Regions from separate parts of the Zea mays genome. Here all the other regions are linked to region 1. A link is a contact called in public Hi-C data. All regions are on one chromosome and are shown on one strand. The core of a region is the stretch at or near the end of the contact, and the rest is flanking DNA. Distances in the headings are between cores, read along the strand shown.

Evidence for each region. A called contact is a pair of places that touch in the nucleus more often than the background predicts.
Region 2: a Hi-C map of ear shows a contact between it and region 1, with 2.9 times the contacts expected there. The contact joins the promoter of LOC103646147 here to the promoter of LOC100280450 in region 1. A contact is called at or near these places in 5 of 25 Hi-C or Micro-C datasets (ear, leaf, leaf mesophyll and 1 more).
Region 3: a contact with region 1 is called in a Hi-C map of ear, with 2.6 times the contacts expected there. The contact joins the promoter of LOC103646148 here to the promoter of LOC100280450 in region 1. A contact is called at or near these places in 5 of 25 Hi-C or Micro-C datasets (ear, leaf and tassel) and 1 of 3 datasets of contacts at active chromatin or transcription factors (leaf).

What each region holds. Positions count from the first base shown.
Region 1 is chr2:24,392,528-24,397,591 of Zm-B73-REFERENCE-NAM-5.0, forward strand. It overlaps LOC100280450 (peroxisomal biogenesis factor 11 family protein), which reads right to left and starts at 2,973. Exons shown (of 1, transcript NM_001153370.1): 1 at 2,013-2,973. The coding sequence starts at 2,833. The coding sequence ends at 2,150. LOC103648480 (probable LRR receptor-like serine/threonine-protein kinase At1g63430) reads right to left here. Exons shown (of 13, transcript XM_020548223.3): 10 at 4,960-5,064; 11 at 4,726-4,883; 12 at 4,414-4,620; 13 at 3,887-4,309. The coding sequence ends at 4,061. LOC100280605 (pepsin A) reads left to right here. Exons shown (of 1, transcript NM_001153523.2): 1 at 1-540. The coding sequence ends at 318.
Region 2 is chr2:24,067,734-24,072,797 of Zm-B73-REFERENCE-NAM-5.0, forward strand. It overlaps LOC103646147, which reads right to left and starts at 3,153. Exons shown (of 1, transcript NM_001330657.1): 1 at 2,295-3,153. The coding sequence starts at 2,997. The coding sequence ends at 2,461.
Region 3 is chr2:24,093,279-24,098,342 of Zm-B73-REFERENCE-NAM-5.0, forward strand. LOC103646148 (serine/threonine-protein kinase GRIK1) reads right to left here and starts at 2,338. Exons shown (of 11, transcript XM_020548220.3): 1 at 2,095-2,338; 2 at 1,840-1,964; 3 at 1,162-1,557; 4 at 103-177; 5 at 1-28. The coding sequence starts at 1,533.

The sequences.
Region 1 (5,064 bases), core at 1,723-4,222:
TACGCCGCGTCGGACCGAGGCGTGCCGCCGCTGGCGCTGCACTTCCGGGGCAATGCCACGGTGGCGCTGCCCCGGAGGAACTACTTCATGGGGTTCAAGAGCGAGGACGCAGGGGCCGGGACGAGGAAGGACGACGTGGGGTGCCTCATGCTGATGAACGGCGGAGACGCGTCCGGTGAGGAGGGTGATGGACCCGCCGGCACGCTGGGCAACTTTCAGCAGCAGGGTTTCGAGGTGGTGTACGACGTCGACGCCGGCCGCGTCGGGTTCGCCCGCCGCCGCTGCACGGACCTGTGGGACTCGCTGTCTCGCCGGTGATGCTTCCACTCTCCTCTCCACCTGTATCATGCATTACCTAGACCGCTAGCTAGACGTAGCTTTGCATGTCCTGCTTGTACTTGTAGTCTTGTACAGAGCCACTGCCACCCGTGTGTTGTTCAGTGCCACGTAGTTGTATGTTTAGTGATACATCTCGCTTTTTTTTTTTTGTAGTTTTTGTATCTTCTTCTGTCTCAATTTGTCTGTCAAGCGCTATGGGAACCTGCGTTCTTGCCAAGATCGAAAAGGACTCCACGGGTTGCTAGCAACAGGGAGACAGCAGTAAACAGACGCGAAGCTTTGGCACACTTGTTGGTGAATCATTGTCGTGCTGATGCTGTTGCAGGTCCGTTTCCGAATTCCGAGATCTGCCCGTCCAACGCCGGAGAGCAATCGCATTCGAGCCTTGATGCAGGTCTTAAAAAAAACACCACCTTGTCGATTGCTGCTGCACCTGCACAGGAAAGCAAGTGGATTTTCTGAAGCTGGAGCCATAGGTTTCTTTTGGATAAAAAAAATAGCACGACGAGTACAGTAGCAGGCAGTTTTTGCAGGCGAGCAAGGCTGCAAAACCAATGATAAAAAAAAAATGAATGGATGATGGATGCGCGTACGGACAACCGGTGTGGCTTCGCACGTGTGGAGTGGTGAGCTGAACATGAGCTGGCGGCCTTTGTCTCCCGCTGGAAAGGCAGGACGAGGTTCAATGTGCTGCAGAATTTGCGTGGTCCACGTTCGTCAGAGTCAGACTGAGGTCACTGGAAGATAGAAAGGATGAACTGTGAACTCAGCCTCAGAAACGTTGGAGCCAGCTGTCCGAGCCTAATGACTGGTAATTCGTGGATTCGTTGGCTGTGATTGAGTGATTGTGGTTAGCCTAATGAAGTAATGATTGGTGTATGGACCCCGGGTCAGCTTTATGACTTTAGCTCATGCTCAAAGGCTCTCCTCATCTGCTTCGTTTGTGCTGGTGCAGGGCTGCGGCCCACTTGTGCAGCTAAATACGAGCGAGTACGATGCCATAGCAACTTGCAATGCCAGTCCGCAGGTAAAGAATGCAAGAGGGCTCGTGGAGCAATTTGGCAAGCATGACTGACCTATGCGTTTAGTTTTCTGACTAAAGTTTAGCTTGTGTTATACCAAATATTGGAATATCAGTTGGTGGAACCAAACACCCCCTTATCAAAATAGGAAGCCATATAAATCCAATGTACTATATATTACGCGATCGCCCTAATCAAAAAGTAAAAACACCACAATAATGATGGGAGAGAAGCGGTAGACAATTCCAACATTGGACCTTGTAAGTAGTAAATTCAGAGCAATAAACTGAGAAAAATACAGCAAATCAATTTTGATATGAGTTAGAAATAAAAATAACTAAATACAGAGTCTATATGAAACATGATTAAGATGTAAATTTGACATTTTCCACGGTGATGTTAGTACTTAGTAAACCAAACACTCCATAAAACCCTTATATACTGATTTAGGCCTTATTTGTTTCCCTCTAAATTATATAATTTGGATTATGGTGAAATTGAGATTACAAATAAGTTACCCAGTACTAGCTTATTTCAGCTTATTTTGTGGCACAATGTGATATTTTACTTTTATATTCTTTCACCATAATCTAACTTATATAATCTAGAAGGGAAACAAATACACTCTTACTCCTCAAATCTCAAAGATGATTTAAGTTTTCAAATTAGGCCTTAAAGGTTATTGCTGGAGATAGAAAAGGTTCAAATCTGGCAATATCATCATGCATCGCAGCCGCAGTTAAATAAGTGAATGAAAAATATGCACATGTAGGCCGAAGCGGCCCAGTTCACGAGGGCCAGTTTCTGTACCAGCCAGCCCACGCTGACACGAGGCCGCTAATCCCCAGCGTGACGGCGTGGTTGCAGAACGGGTTGGGATCGGTTTCCGCGACGGCGATGATCAGGTCGGCGGCGTTGGCCGCCGTCGCCATGAGCCGCATCACCCTGTCCACCCGGATCCTCCGCACCTCCTTCTCCGCGGCGTCCTTGGCGCCTTCCCTCAGCAGCTCCCTCTCCTGCCGCAGGCCCCGCCTGATCATGATGAAGTCCATGGCGATGAAAAACACGTAGCCGACGGCCTCGCCGAAGGCCGACACGAAGCTGGCCCGGCGCGCCAGCCAGGGCTCGAGCACGCCCGCGCGGGACAGCCACGTGAAGTGGTCGAAGAAGAAGTAGACCATCTCGCCGGCGTTGGCCAGCACGGCCAGCGCGCCGAGCTCCCCCGGGACCGGGACCGGGCCGCGGCGCAGCGCGTTGAACCCGGCCAGGAAGCGGCCCGACCGGAACGCCTTGCGGCTCAGCCCGGACGCCGTCTCCCAGCTCTTGGCGCGCTGCGCGAGCTCCGGGAGCGAAGACTCGGCGCCCCAGTGCGCCAGCTTGGACACGTACTGGAACGTCTTGACCAGCTTGTCGATGCCGTCGCGCTTCGCCAGGAACACCACCAGCTTGTCGAGCGTGTCGCCGTTGCTCATGATCAGCTAGCTGGCGAGACGCTGCGTGCGGCTTGTCGTTGGCGAGAAGAAGCAGGACGCGTGCGCGCACAAAACATGGGTGAGAGCGTGAGGCTGGCGCGGCGTGTGCGTGTGGTTTGGCTTCGGATAGAGGCGTACTTGGCCAGGATGCGTTTCTCCTCTGCTCTAGAGTGCAGAAGTGTTACTTTCTGGCGGCGAGAGGATTGAGGAGATGAGGAGCGGGGACAGGATAGCTCCCCTCTCATCTTTGTCCGCTTTCTTGATTGGTGCCTGTGGCTTTGTTGCGAGCAAATGGTGCCTGTGCCATTTCGCCGGCAGTTGTGGCTGGAGAGGGAAAAAAACAGGGCAAGATGGAACAAAAGGACTAAGGACCTGCTATGGTAGCAGCCGCCAGCCAGATTCCAGAATCTGTAGGAAATTGGGATCTGCCTTTTCAGGTCCAAAGTATTGTTCTCTTGAGGGTCGTCGCACACAAGCGCCACCTGAATTAAGACCCTGAGAAGGAATATCACTACAACGCCAAATTGAAGAATTTGTCCTTTTTTTTCTGATCCGCGTACATATTGTGTCCAGTCATAACAGGAGGCTAAAGACAAGATTATCTGGAGATGACCCGCGATGACCAGTACAACGCCAGATCTCCTTTTGGGCATCTCGCCAAAGAAGACTACGATGTTTGCTCTAGTGTCCTGACACACTAAGGAGTCGACAGTCGTGCAGGCCGCCGTGAGAGAAGGAAAGATCGACGATGACGAATCGTGCTTCACTGGAGAACATGGGCCAAAGAGCTCGGCTAAGTTGGAGACAGAAGCATGCTCTCCTGCGCCTCCACATATGTAAGTTTTGTCCATGTTTGCATCTAAACATCTACCATACAAAGAACAACATAGGCTACTACCCAATTCGAACCTCTCTATATTATGATTGTATTATACTCTGTGTCATCGATCTATTGTAGCAGTCTTTTGTCTAGCCCCCTCCCTCTGATTTTCTGTACCTAAAAAAAGAAAATGCTCCCTCTATTTGAAAAGATAAAAATGCATCTCCTCGCGCTGATGAAATCAAAACTTGAGTCATTTTGAATTCAGATCTGTGAGCCATTTCTCTCTCCAAAAAAGGGAGAGAAATAACAATGCCAAACGGAGTAACAACGGGTTAAACCATCGTCACTGTCCAAACATACAGTCTAGCAAGTGCAGCAAAACATGCAAAGAGGGTATCTAGGTTCTAGGAGATGGCCAGCTCGGCTTCGGCCCAGGCCAGAGACGAATTCCTGAGCAAGGTGGCCGCCGACGCTTCGATGCCTTCCTCCAGGATGGCCGCGATCATGCTCATGGAGGGCCGCCGCGACGGCTCCAGGTCGATGCACAGGTTCACCACGTTGCAGACGATGCCCAGGCTCTCCTGGTTCACGCTCTGCAGCCTCGGGTCCACCAGCTTGCCGAACTCCTCGGGATGCTCCAGGTGCTTTCTTGCCTGCGTGCAACGCGCCCGGTATTTGTCAGTGATAACACATGCAGATAGCCTCAGGCAGTGTAGCATGAGCAGGCTTGGCCGCTCGAGTCAAGAAGAGTCATTACCCAATCCACCAAGCCTCCTGTATCTTTGGAAACCGAGGCTCTGCCACTGACCAGCTCCAGCAGGATCACGCCAAACGCGTAAGTGTTGGCCTGGACGTCCATGAAGCGCTTATGCCGAGAATCTGTAACGCTGTTGACTGACCCGCCATTTAGTGAGCCAAATCCTGGTTTGGTCGCAAGATATCTCCACCTCTCGAAATCGATTATCTGCAAAACCGCAATCAGTTGCAGTTGTTATCTGAACTGAACTAAGACTAGGACCTCATGCTCAGGAATCAGGATGCTATGCTACCAGCAGCAGGTAACTCAGACCTTTGGGGAGAAGTCTTCAGTTAGGTAGACTGAACTAGACGTCAGTGCAGCAACTGCAAACGGAGGTTGCAGCTCAGTGTGCAAGTATCTGAGAGCCCTCGAGATGGCGAGTGCTAATTTCATCCGTCTAGGCCAAGATAGCTGCCACCCATCTCCATCTGCAAACAGACAACGCACCGTGTTCATGCCACCATCCATGGAGGCATGGAGCAAGGCAAGAGCTTGTTGGCTTACCGTGCAGATGCTCGTAGAGTGTCCCATTTGGTGGGTACTGAAAGACTAGCATTCTCGAAAATGGATCAGACTCCTTGCAGTATCCCACCATCTTTGCGACATTTT
Region 2 (5,064 bases), core at 1,903-4,402, 320 kb before region 1:
CATTTCAATCAAGGGTAACAAATTCATATAGAGATTATTTTATTTAAATCTTTATTAGGAACATGTTTTTTTAGGTGATGTTGTTTTGAATGTAACAAAATTCTTATTGGAAGGCATTCTAATATCAAAATCCTTGGAAAACTTTTACTAAATTTTCACAATAAGATTTTTGGGTGTTACAATCAGCCTCTCCCTCTATATGGGGTGTGTTGTGGAGGGACTGTTGGAGGAGTTTTTCACCCAAACATCATCCTAAGGGCTAGTTTGGATACTTTGGGATTAGAGTGTTTTGAAGGGATTGGAGAGGGTGTAAATCCCTAATAGATCAAATACTCTCTCAATACATCTCAATCCACTCCAATCCCACTCGTTACTAGAGTATCCAAACTAGGCCTAAGTGGGTGGGGGAGGCATGGGGGGCACCGTTAGAGGTGGCCTAGCATCTCCAATAATGTCTCAAACTAGTGTCTCAAAATAAAATATAAGACTCTACGTAGAAAAAACTACTCTAACAATATCTTATTTCATAAAATTTGGTCAAAAATTATAGGGCACCATCTCAAGTGCCTCAAATGTACTACTTCATCGGTCCACATGATTTAGTCGTTTTTTATTTGTTCTAAGTCAAACTATTTTCGCTTTGACGAACAATATATATAAATTAAATTATTTTAAACTAAAATAATTATATATTATAGTAGTTCAAGTATTGATAAATTTAGTAATTTTATTTTTATATTATAAAATCTTATGAAACATCCGATATAACCGGTTTAAGTTAATAGTAATTGACTTAAAATAAACCTAAAAATATTGTGGATGGAGAGAGTACATTGTAGTGAGGTGTCATATAATCTAGATTTAAGATTTTACTATTGAAGCAGAATGTTTTGTTGGTGTCTTAAATTTTATAAAATATACTAATTTTTTAAATTATAAAGCATTTTTTATAAATTACTTTGTTTGAAGATGCTCTAAAGCATAACAGACGGAGACGGTGTAGAGGGGAGCGATGGAACCGTACGCCCTACAAACACAACGTAATCTCCCTTTTCGGAAAAGAAGGACGGCAGATTTTTCTAGTTTCGCCTAATACACTTCATAGCAGTAGCAGGATATGGTTTTCTGTTTTGTTGGGACGAAGATCCGGTGAGCCGGGCGTTTGTGGACGGCGATATGCTCGTGGTCCTCCGGCCCGAAACGGCGATCACAACTTTTCTCGGCAAAAGCTGGGGGAGATGTCGCGGGGGATACACCTCTATCTTCTACTATCTCTCTCCGGTTGGCGGCTGGCCTGCTCTTGCGTGTCGCGGTGGTGCGCGGCCGCATGATTGCGTCCGTGCAGCCCCCACGCCGGAACTGTGACCGCGCGCGCCGCCCTTTCTTTGCTGCCGCCTGCAGCCCGCCGGGATGTATCTGCCTTGCCTGTGCGCCCGAGCCGCGAGGGAGAGCGCCAGGGCCAGGCCGCTGCCTCCCCTGGTCCTGCGCCTGCGCCTGCGCCTGCGACTGCGACTGCGAGCCATCAGCGGCGCGTTTGCCCCGTGAACGGACAGCGGCCTCCGCGTACGATCCCATGATTGTTGCTGTAGAAATCTGGCAGCGCACAGTAGCCGCCGCTGGACAGCGTCAGGCGCCGGGAAATCTCGGGCTGCTGCCAGGGGCCAGGGCGCGCGGTGCACTGTGCTCGCCGGACCTCGTCAGTCAGTCACCACGCCAGCCTCCTAGCGAGAACGGCAAGTGGTGCCTAGCTAGTAGCGAGGCCGGCGCGCTGGCGTGCTGCGTGCAAAGGCGCTGCGCGGCGCAAACGGCGTGCTCCAACCAACAGCCGACTCGATCGGTCCTAGCATGGGGGTACGGATGATGAAGGCGTGCGTGTACGGTTCGTGCAGTGGTTGGCGCACCGTTCGAGGACGCTGAATCTGGATGGCACGCCTTTCCGGGCATCGGATTGTGGCGCATGGTAGCACAAATGGTAGGGCATGGGACGAAACTGGAGAGATCAGGCGGTGGCCCGTGCCGGACGTGCTCGCGAGTCTCGACCTGATGAGAAGTTTGCAGTTAAGTCAAGAGAGGGAGAGGGACACACAGAGCATTTGCTCCCGTAATACGTACACACTACTACTAGCGGAATTGGCAAACGTGGTGAATTCAGCACACACGTCCAGCAAGCAACAGTTGTGTGAATCCTTCCAGTGGTCTGAGGGTGAATCCGAAGACAAGAAGCAGTAGACATGGACGAAACAAGTAACCGGATGGATGCACCAGGACCAAGAATCCAGAGAACAAAATCAGCTAGGCCTAGGCCAGGCAGCCCCGTACGTTTCTGAAGCAAAGCGCACATGCATGCATATACACCATCATCCGCCTCCGCCACCGGCCGGCGGCGGTCAGGGGGCCTCCGTCGTCGTGCGGCGTCTCTCCCTCCCTAATCAACGACTACCGCGCGCCCCGCCTGCCTGCCTACCACCTGCCGAAGCCCTTCTTGGCCGCGGCGGCGAGGGCCGCGGCCCGCTCGAACCGCGCGGCGGGGCAGGGGATGCTGATGACGCCCGGGTGCTGGAACCCGAACTCCTCCTCGGCCTCCCTCAGCAGCTCGCCGAACGTGGGGTGGTTGAAGTACACCACGGGCACCACGTACCGCAGCGACTGCGACGCCTCGCCCTCGCCGCCGACGTACACGGCCACCTGCCCCTTGGGCGTGCTCACCGCGGGCTCGCCGTCGCCGTCCGGCAGCATCCGGTGCCCGCCGCCGGCGGCCCTCCACCCGAGCCGCAGGCGCCGCGCCAGCGACCGGCCCCACCGCAGCACCGGCGCGAGCTTCCTCGCGGTAGCGCCGCGCCCGGGCGTGCAGCCGCTGCCGGCGCAGGTGGGCTGCTGCTGCTGCTGCAGGCGGCAGTAGCCTCCCCGGCGCCGGCGCCGGCCGCAGAGCGCCCGCCGCCACAGGCCGAGCAGATTCCGGCCGAGACGGACCCCGCCGTGGCGGGACCTCCTTAGCATGGCGAGGAGGATTGCAAGAGAGAGAGAAACTGCGGGAAGGTCTCTCCTTCGTTGAGAGTCTGTCCTTCCCCTCCCTAAGCAGACGCACCGCACGCAGGGAGTGTTAATGGTGCAAAGTCGCAATCGCAACGGAAGCGCGCAGGAGTGAGCCCGGACCCGGAGCACGGAGGGGGGGACCCATGTTTTATAGACCTGCACCGCTTTGGGCCATGCGCGAGTGGAAAAATCGACATCCCTTGGCCACAGTGGCTTGGATTTGCCGAGCTCTCGTCGTGGCCAGGCGGCGTTTGTTCGTAAATCGTAATGGTAATGGCTGGTGTGGCTCGGACGGTGCGTGGTCCATCCATGGTTCCTTTGCTCCATTTTAGCTGCATGTCGCTTTGTTGGCTTTTTTCCTTCCAAATAACTTCTTCCGGCGTTACTGCTGAGCGACGGCGAGCTCGCACCAGCGCCCTTGTATCAATCAGTTCGGCTGTGAAAAAATCATGGTACACGCACGGCACGCTCTGCCTACCAGCAGATTGCCGCGAACCTGAGATCAAGCAACAGGAGAGCTACGCACAGGCTATAATCTATCTTTCTATCCAAAACTGTATAGTATTTGTGGAGCAGGCCTGCCACAGATTTATCGAACACGTTTCGTGTTGGCCACATGTGGATACAGATGTGCAACTAACCCCGTTATTGCACGATCGTGTGGTGTGGATCCTGTCCCCGTTGCACTCTCCCAGTACGACCTGCACCGGGTGCGCGTGCATCTCCCAGTCCAACTTTCGTCCAGGACCAAATGTTGGACTACTTCCGGGTGCGCGTGCACATCCACTATCGGTGTGGAAATTCTGGTGTGTAATGCTGAGCTGGATCAAGCGACAGATCAGCGAAGCTGGTATTACTAGTGTACTACTCTCTCAGTTCTACGTCTACTTCCAGAATTCAAATGTTGTTTAAAAATAAATATATCTCCGGACAGAAGACAACGTAAATCTAATTGTTAGATTTGCTACTTGTTTTCAGAGGAACCACCTGGTTTAACCGTCACTCACTTGTGTACGCAGGTGACTTCACGGCACGTACCACTACCGACAAGCAAGTAGTACGTTTTCACGAACTAGTGGTGTAGTGCTGCTAGCTAGGATAGGAATACCAGAGAGGCATCTGCGTACAAATAGCTATTCATCAGCCACTCGCCCAGCGCTGAATCATCAGTGGCGGTACGTTTTTCCTTCCTGCTCGTACGGAAATATCTGGGCGCCCCATCAATCCCCCCGCCAGGCCGCCACCTGTTGCGCGCACGTCGCGGTCGGCGGGCCAAGACAAGACTCCACACGGAGGACCAGCAGCGAACCACACCCAAATCCACCCACCCCGTCCTCCTCCTTCGTACGGGAAATCTCCGTTCATGTTTAGAAATATCCTAGGATTAGGATGTCTCGAGTCGCGACAAGTTTGGAGGTACGGAGTACAACAGGTCAGAGTGCGACAGGTGGCCCAAGAGACTACTACGTATTCTTTCTTTCTTATTTTTTTCTATCTTTACCGGGGCCGCCTGAAACGCGAAGGCCCAAGGTTCGCGGCAGGGGGCAACTTTCTAGTGTCTAGTACTTGCTGTCTTCTCCGGCGGGGTCACGCAGTCGTATTTTCATTTTTTTTATTTTTTAGTTTCGAGCCGACGAGGTTGCGTGTATCAGATCAGTAGCAGTTTGAAACTGGCGTTGTCAGTTTAGCGTTTCTGTGTTGCGTGAAGTCAGCTGCGATCGGATGGATCGTCTCCGGCGCCGGATACTAGCTCAGACCATTTCTGTAAATAACTGTGCAGCGTGCAACGCTCGCATGCGCGCAAGAGAAGAATTTTTTCTGTCAACGGCAAGGGTATCAGCGGCAAGGGCATCGGTTTTCTTCTCGCCGACATGGGGAGACAGCTACGACGGGTACAACAAGGCAAGAGGTGTGCGCCACGCATTTGCCACACTGGACCACTGGCTGGTGCGACTCATCAACGGATTGGGCTGATGATGAGGCGCGGAGCCGTACAGCGACCGTTCGTCGATCGAGGCTAGCCGCTGGCTT
Region 3 (5,064 bases), core at 1,088-3,587, 300 kb before region 1:
TCCCATCTTTAATGTTTCTGTACAGAACCTGTTTAGCAGCAAAGCAAAAGGAATCTAAACATCTATTTGAAAAAAAAAAACAATATATCCAGGGTACCTTACCACTTTTCCGTAGCTTCCAGAACCGATCTTTCCCAAGTGGACATATTGGTTGACCATCTTATTACCATTTTCATCCTTAACATGTCAAAAGTAACAACATTATTGTAATGTTCAATGCAAATTGCAAAAACTAACTTCTCTCATACAACTTGCTACCTTCATTTGGCATACAAAAGCCAGTTGTTAGAACTAAGCAGGAAATAAACCCAACCAAGCTCTTGGATTGTTAATCAGAACAGTGAAACCAATGCAGAGTTATGCTTTGGAATTATTCTCAAATGTTATATGAAGTGAGATTTTGTTGGGGAAGTAAAAACAGGCTTTTCCTATCATGCAACAAGAAGGATGCACAGGTTGTTTAAGATGCCGGAAAAGACACATTACTTCTTTATAGTTTTGAAATAACAACAATAACAAAGCCTTTTAGTTCCAAGAGAGACAAAATTTATTCGGCACCCAAAAATGTAAAAACAATGCACCTATCACACTCCATCACCAGTGTTCACTTGAAGAGGGGCAAAATTGTTGGAATGCTACAATGTACAGCTCTGAGTTTTTGTGGCAAAAATGTTTAGCCAGTATGCATTCTATAACTACTGATGGACATGAATAACAGCTCATTTTTAGCAAGAATATGTGCAAATACTAAGCGCGCAAAGACCCTTCTGATAGATCAAGTCTTTCTTTTTCCAAAAGACAAACTTAACATCAAAATTCAAAACTAATGGGAGATGTGACATGTCAGTTGCCTGATATGGTATAAGCCAGAAAGCTGAGCTACCTCAGTTGGACAAGGATGTGGATGTATGCCTCCCAGGTTCAAGTTTTCGTCGAGGTGAGTTTGGGTGCCTATTTTCTTCTTATGAAATGCCACCTAGTTCCTCATAAGTTGGTCTAGTTTTTTATATGATATACGCCAGGTTCTTATGAGAAGTTGGACTAGCCCATGCATACAGTGGGCAAGATTAGGTGGAATCTAAATAGACATTGTTTCAAATCAAATATGGAAATGCAAGTAAAGAGACAGGTGGACAAAAAACTGAAACCTTAAAGAGCTACCTCTGAGCGAAATACTTTTTTAGTCTCTTTAACTGGGACCTCTCTACATGCAAAGCCATTTTGAGCTCTTAACTGTATAATATCTTCAGAACTCTTCCTTGATGGTCCATCATCACTTCCGTCAAGATAGTCAGAATCATCTCTATCGTAGAAGCTTCTATCATGATCATCTCCATTGTAGAAGCTTCTATCAAGATCATCCCCAGGATCATCTCCAGTGTAGAAACTTCCATCATGATCTTCAGCTGATTGACGCTTCAGTAAATCTTCAGTTAACATGCCATCAGCATCCTGATGTTCACATACAGGTACACTGGGCTTCCTTAAAAAGCTAAAGCAACAGCAGCAACCGATGTCTGTAAGGTCCGCCATTCAGAATGAGTAGGTGCCAGAAACCTAAATGATAAAAACAAGGGACAAGGTTAAAAAAAACACCGGAATAAAAAAAGCCGCAACTTTTTCTGCTACTTTCCTGGCTGCCATATCGTCACTGAAGATGATATGAAACTACAATAATAGCATACATGCAGAAACCAAAAATGTCACTCAATCTCAGATCGTTGCAGTTAAACTTATGCAAGAAAAACCAACTTCAGAGGCTCAGAGATTCCAGTACCATACAGATTAACACCAGATGGAAGTATACAAAGAGCAACAGCACACACTCGAGTACTCGACCTGAAATTGATAGGGTTAAACTTGAGCTCGATAACAATGTCCAGGGGTTCCACCGCCCAGACAGATTAGCACCAAATGGAAGGACCCAACGACAACGACCATCACTACGCCTCGATATCAACCTTCTACTCAGGAGGCGGAACCAGTAAGGATACCGAACAGAAAATTGAAAAAAAATCGAAGTTAGTAGGCATTAAGGATTGGGTTTGGGTGCTCTGTTTCGCAAAGCAGGAAGGGAAGAGAAGGGGAAAATACTAGAGGGTGCTCGTCGCCGGCGAAGGACTCGAAGAAGACCTGCGCACCTGCGAGGGCGTCGGCGTCGGTAGCCCAGTCGTCGCAAAGACAGGGGGAAAGAGAGCGGGAGGGTGAATGGCGGCGGCGATCCGGCCGTAAGCCCAGTCCGGGCGTTCGGGATTGTCCGGGCTAGGGGGAGCGCACCCACACGGGGCTTCGGCTGGGCCGTTTTCTATGTCCCGTTCCTTTTCACGCAATATCGTTATTTTCTTATTTCTTTTACTTCCTTCTTTTCTCTAATATACTCTTTCCATCTGCTTCAAAAAAAATCGAGGCTTGGCTCGGGCCCATTCATTCTCGACTCGGAGAAGTTCACAAGATTGAATGAGCTTAAACCAAGATTAATTTTATGGCTCGCTTAGCAAGCTGAGTCTGGACGAGTTCGAGCCGACTCACAAACATGTCAGATTATGTAGTGCTATGTTATGACACTTTTACATTTCTATATTATTTATTTTCTTTTTTTTTGGATCTAACGCTAGATATAGTTAAAAATATGGTATTGGATTTTTGTACATATTTTTTATTTTATACATGATAAAAATATGTTCAGAACTCTCAATACAATCGAGTCGAGCCTAACTCATTAGTTGACCGAGCCTAGTCGAGCTAGGCTCATCTCTCGTTTCCAACCCTACTCCTCATCCTGAAACAAGTTTTAAGTTATGTATAAGTCGAACTTTCTTGAATTATAAAAAAATACTATCAAAATATGTATATATAGAAGAGATAAAGTTATTAAATTGGAAAAATAAGAAAGAAAAAGATCACATCACATACAACACGCGCGTGTCTAACCAAAAGGTAAACACATTGTTGTAAAATAAATAAACTCATCCCTTCTTATCTCCTTTCAAAGAGCTGCGTGTGTCGTCTATGAAGGGTCTAAATTTGTTTTTCTTCCACATGTCTAATTTGATAAAAATAAGATTTGCCTCTTTATAGGTAACTAATGATGAAACCACAACAGGCACTATCTTGTTCTCCTTGTTGTCATCTTATATTAACACTTAATTTTTTTCATCTTTTTCTAGCCTCCACCGCTCATTCAGATTCTTCTACAACACAATATAGGACATGGATCCCCCATTGGCAAGCGATTATCTGCCACCACATGCGCCTTTGGAGGCAGTGGGATAAGAACAACCGAATGATAGGAGTAGACGCTCCGGATTCCGAGTTTAGTGTTGTGTTAGGTGATTGTTGTGCGCTAATATTTTTTTGTCGGATTATGTATCGTTGTAAGCTATTACTTTATCGAAATATATGACGTCGAGGGACATGGATAGGGAAGGGATGACAACGATGAATTTCTCGTCGAGGAATAGCTTTCCATCCTTTAAGGACGGAGTAAGAAAAAAATAGGAGGGACTGAACTAAATCACAGTAATATAGAGTCTATTCTATATTATATGTGTACACTAAAAATCTTAGGAGAGGCTCTAGTGGGGCTCCATAGGCTCGACAGCGGTAGGGGGCTCGAGCCCCGCCCACCCCACCGCTGCCTTCGTCCCTACATCCCTGTCCCTGCGACAACAAAACTCCCACAGACGCTCGCAGGGCACACTTTTCCCATTTTCATTTCCCACGTAGATAAATCTTCGACGAGGATTATCGTCTTCTCTGAAAGGGAAATAGAGAAAAACATTTTCCTAAATGATTTTGGTGGTTGAATTGCCCAACACAAATAATTGGACTAACTAGTTTGTTCTAGATTATAAGTTATACAGGTGTCAAAGGTTCAACACAAACTAATAAAAAGGTCCAAGTTAGGGTTAAAAAAGAAAGGAGCCAAAGAAACCGAAGGTTGCCCTGGTCTAGCGCACCGGACTGTCCGATGCGCCACCGGACAGTGTCCGGTGCGCCAGGGTGGATCAACTCCAACTCCTCACCTTCGGGTTTCTAGAAAAGTCACTCCATTATAATTCACCGGACTGTCCGTGTAGCACCGGACTGTCCGGTGTGCCAGCAGAGCAACGGCTACAGCGCAACGGTCGACTCCAACGGAAACCTGAAAAGCGCTACAGTGCGCGGACAGTTCGCGCAGAGTCAGAGCAGGCGCCAGAATGCGCACCGGACAATGAACAGTACCTGTCCGATGCGGCACCGGACGATCTGGTGCCCCAAGCTGTCAGAGCTCCAACGGTTGAACCCTAACGGTTGGGTGACGTGGCTGGCGCACCGGACTATCCGTTGCGCCCATCGACAGCAGCCCAACCCCAATGGTTGGTTTGGTGGTTGGGGCTATAAATACCCCCAACCACCACCACTTCAAGGCATCCAAGTTTTCAGACATTGCATTCAATACAAGAGCTCTAGACTTCACTCCAAGACACAAAACAAAAGATCAAATCCTCTCCAAGTCCCAAACTCATTCCAAAGACTTAGTGGCTTGTGAGAGAAAGACATTTGTGTTCATTTGAGTTCTTGTCGCTTGGATCGCTTTTCTTCTTCCTCCATTCTTATTCTCAAGCAACTTGTAATCAAGCAAGAGACATCAAGTTGTGGTGGTCCTTGTAAGGGGTCTAAGTGACCCGTTGATTAAGGAGAAAAGTTCACTCGGTCTAGGTGACCGTTTGAGAGAGGGAAAGGGTTGAAAGAGACCCGGTCTTTGTGACCACCTCAACGGGGAGTAGGTTTGCAAGAACCGAACCTCGGTAAAACAAATAACTGTGTCATCCACTTTATTTGCTTATGATTTGTTTTTGCCCTCTCTTTCGGACTCGACTTAGTTTCTAACGCTAACCCCGGCTTGTAGTTGTGCTTAAAGTTTGTAAATTTCATATTTGCCTATTCACCCCCCCTCTAGGCGACTTTCAATTGGTATTAGAGCCCGGTACTTCATTAGAGTCTAACCACTCGAAGTGATGTCGGGGGATCATGCCAAGAGGGAGATCGGGATCGGCGGCGACAAGTCCGCAAACTTGGGGA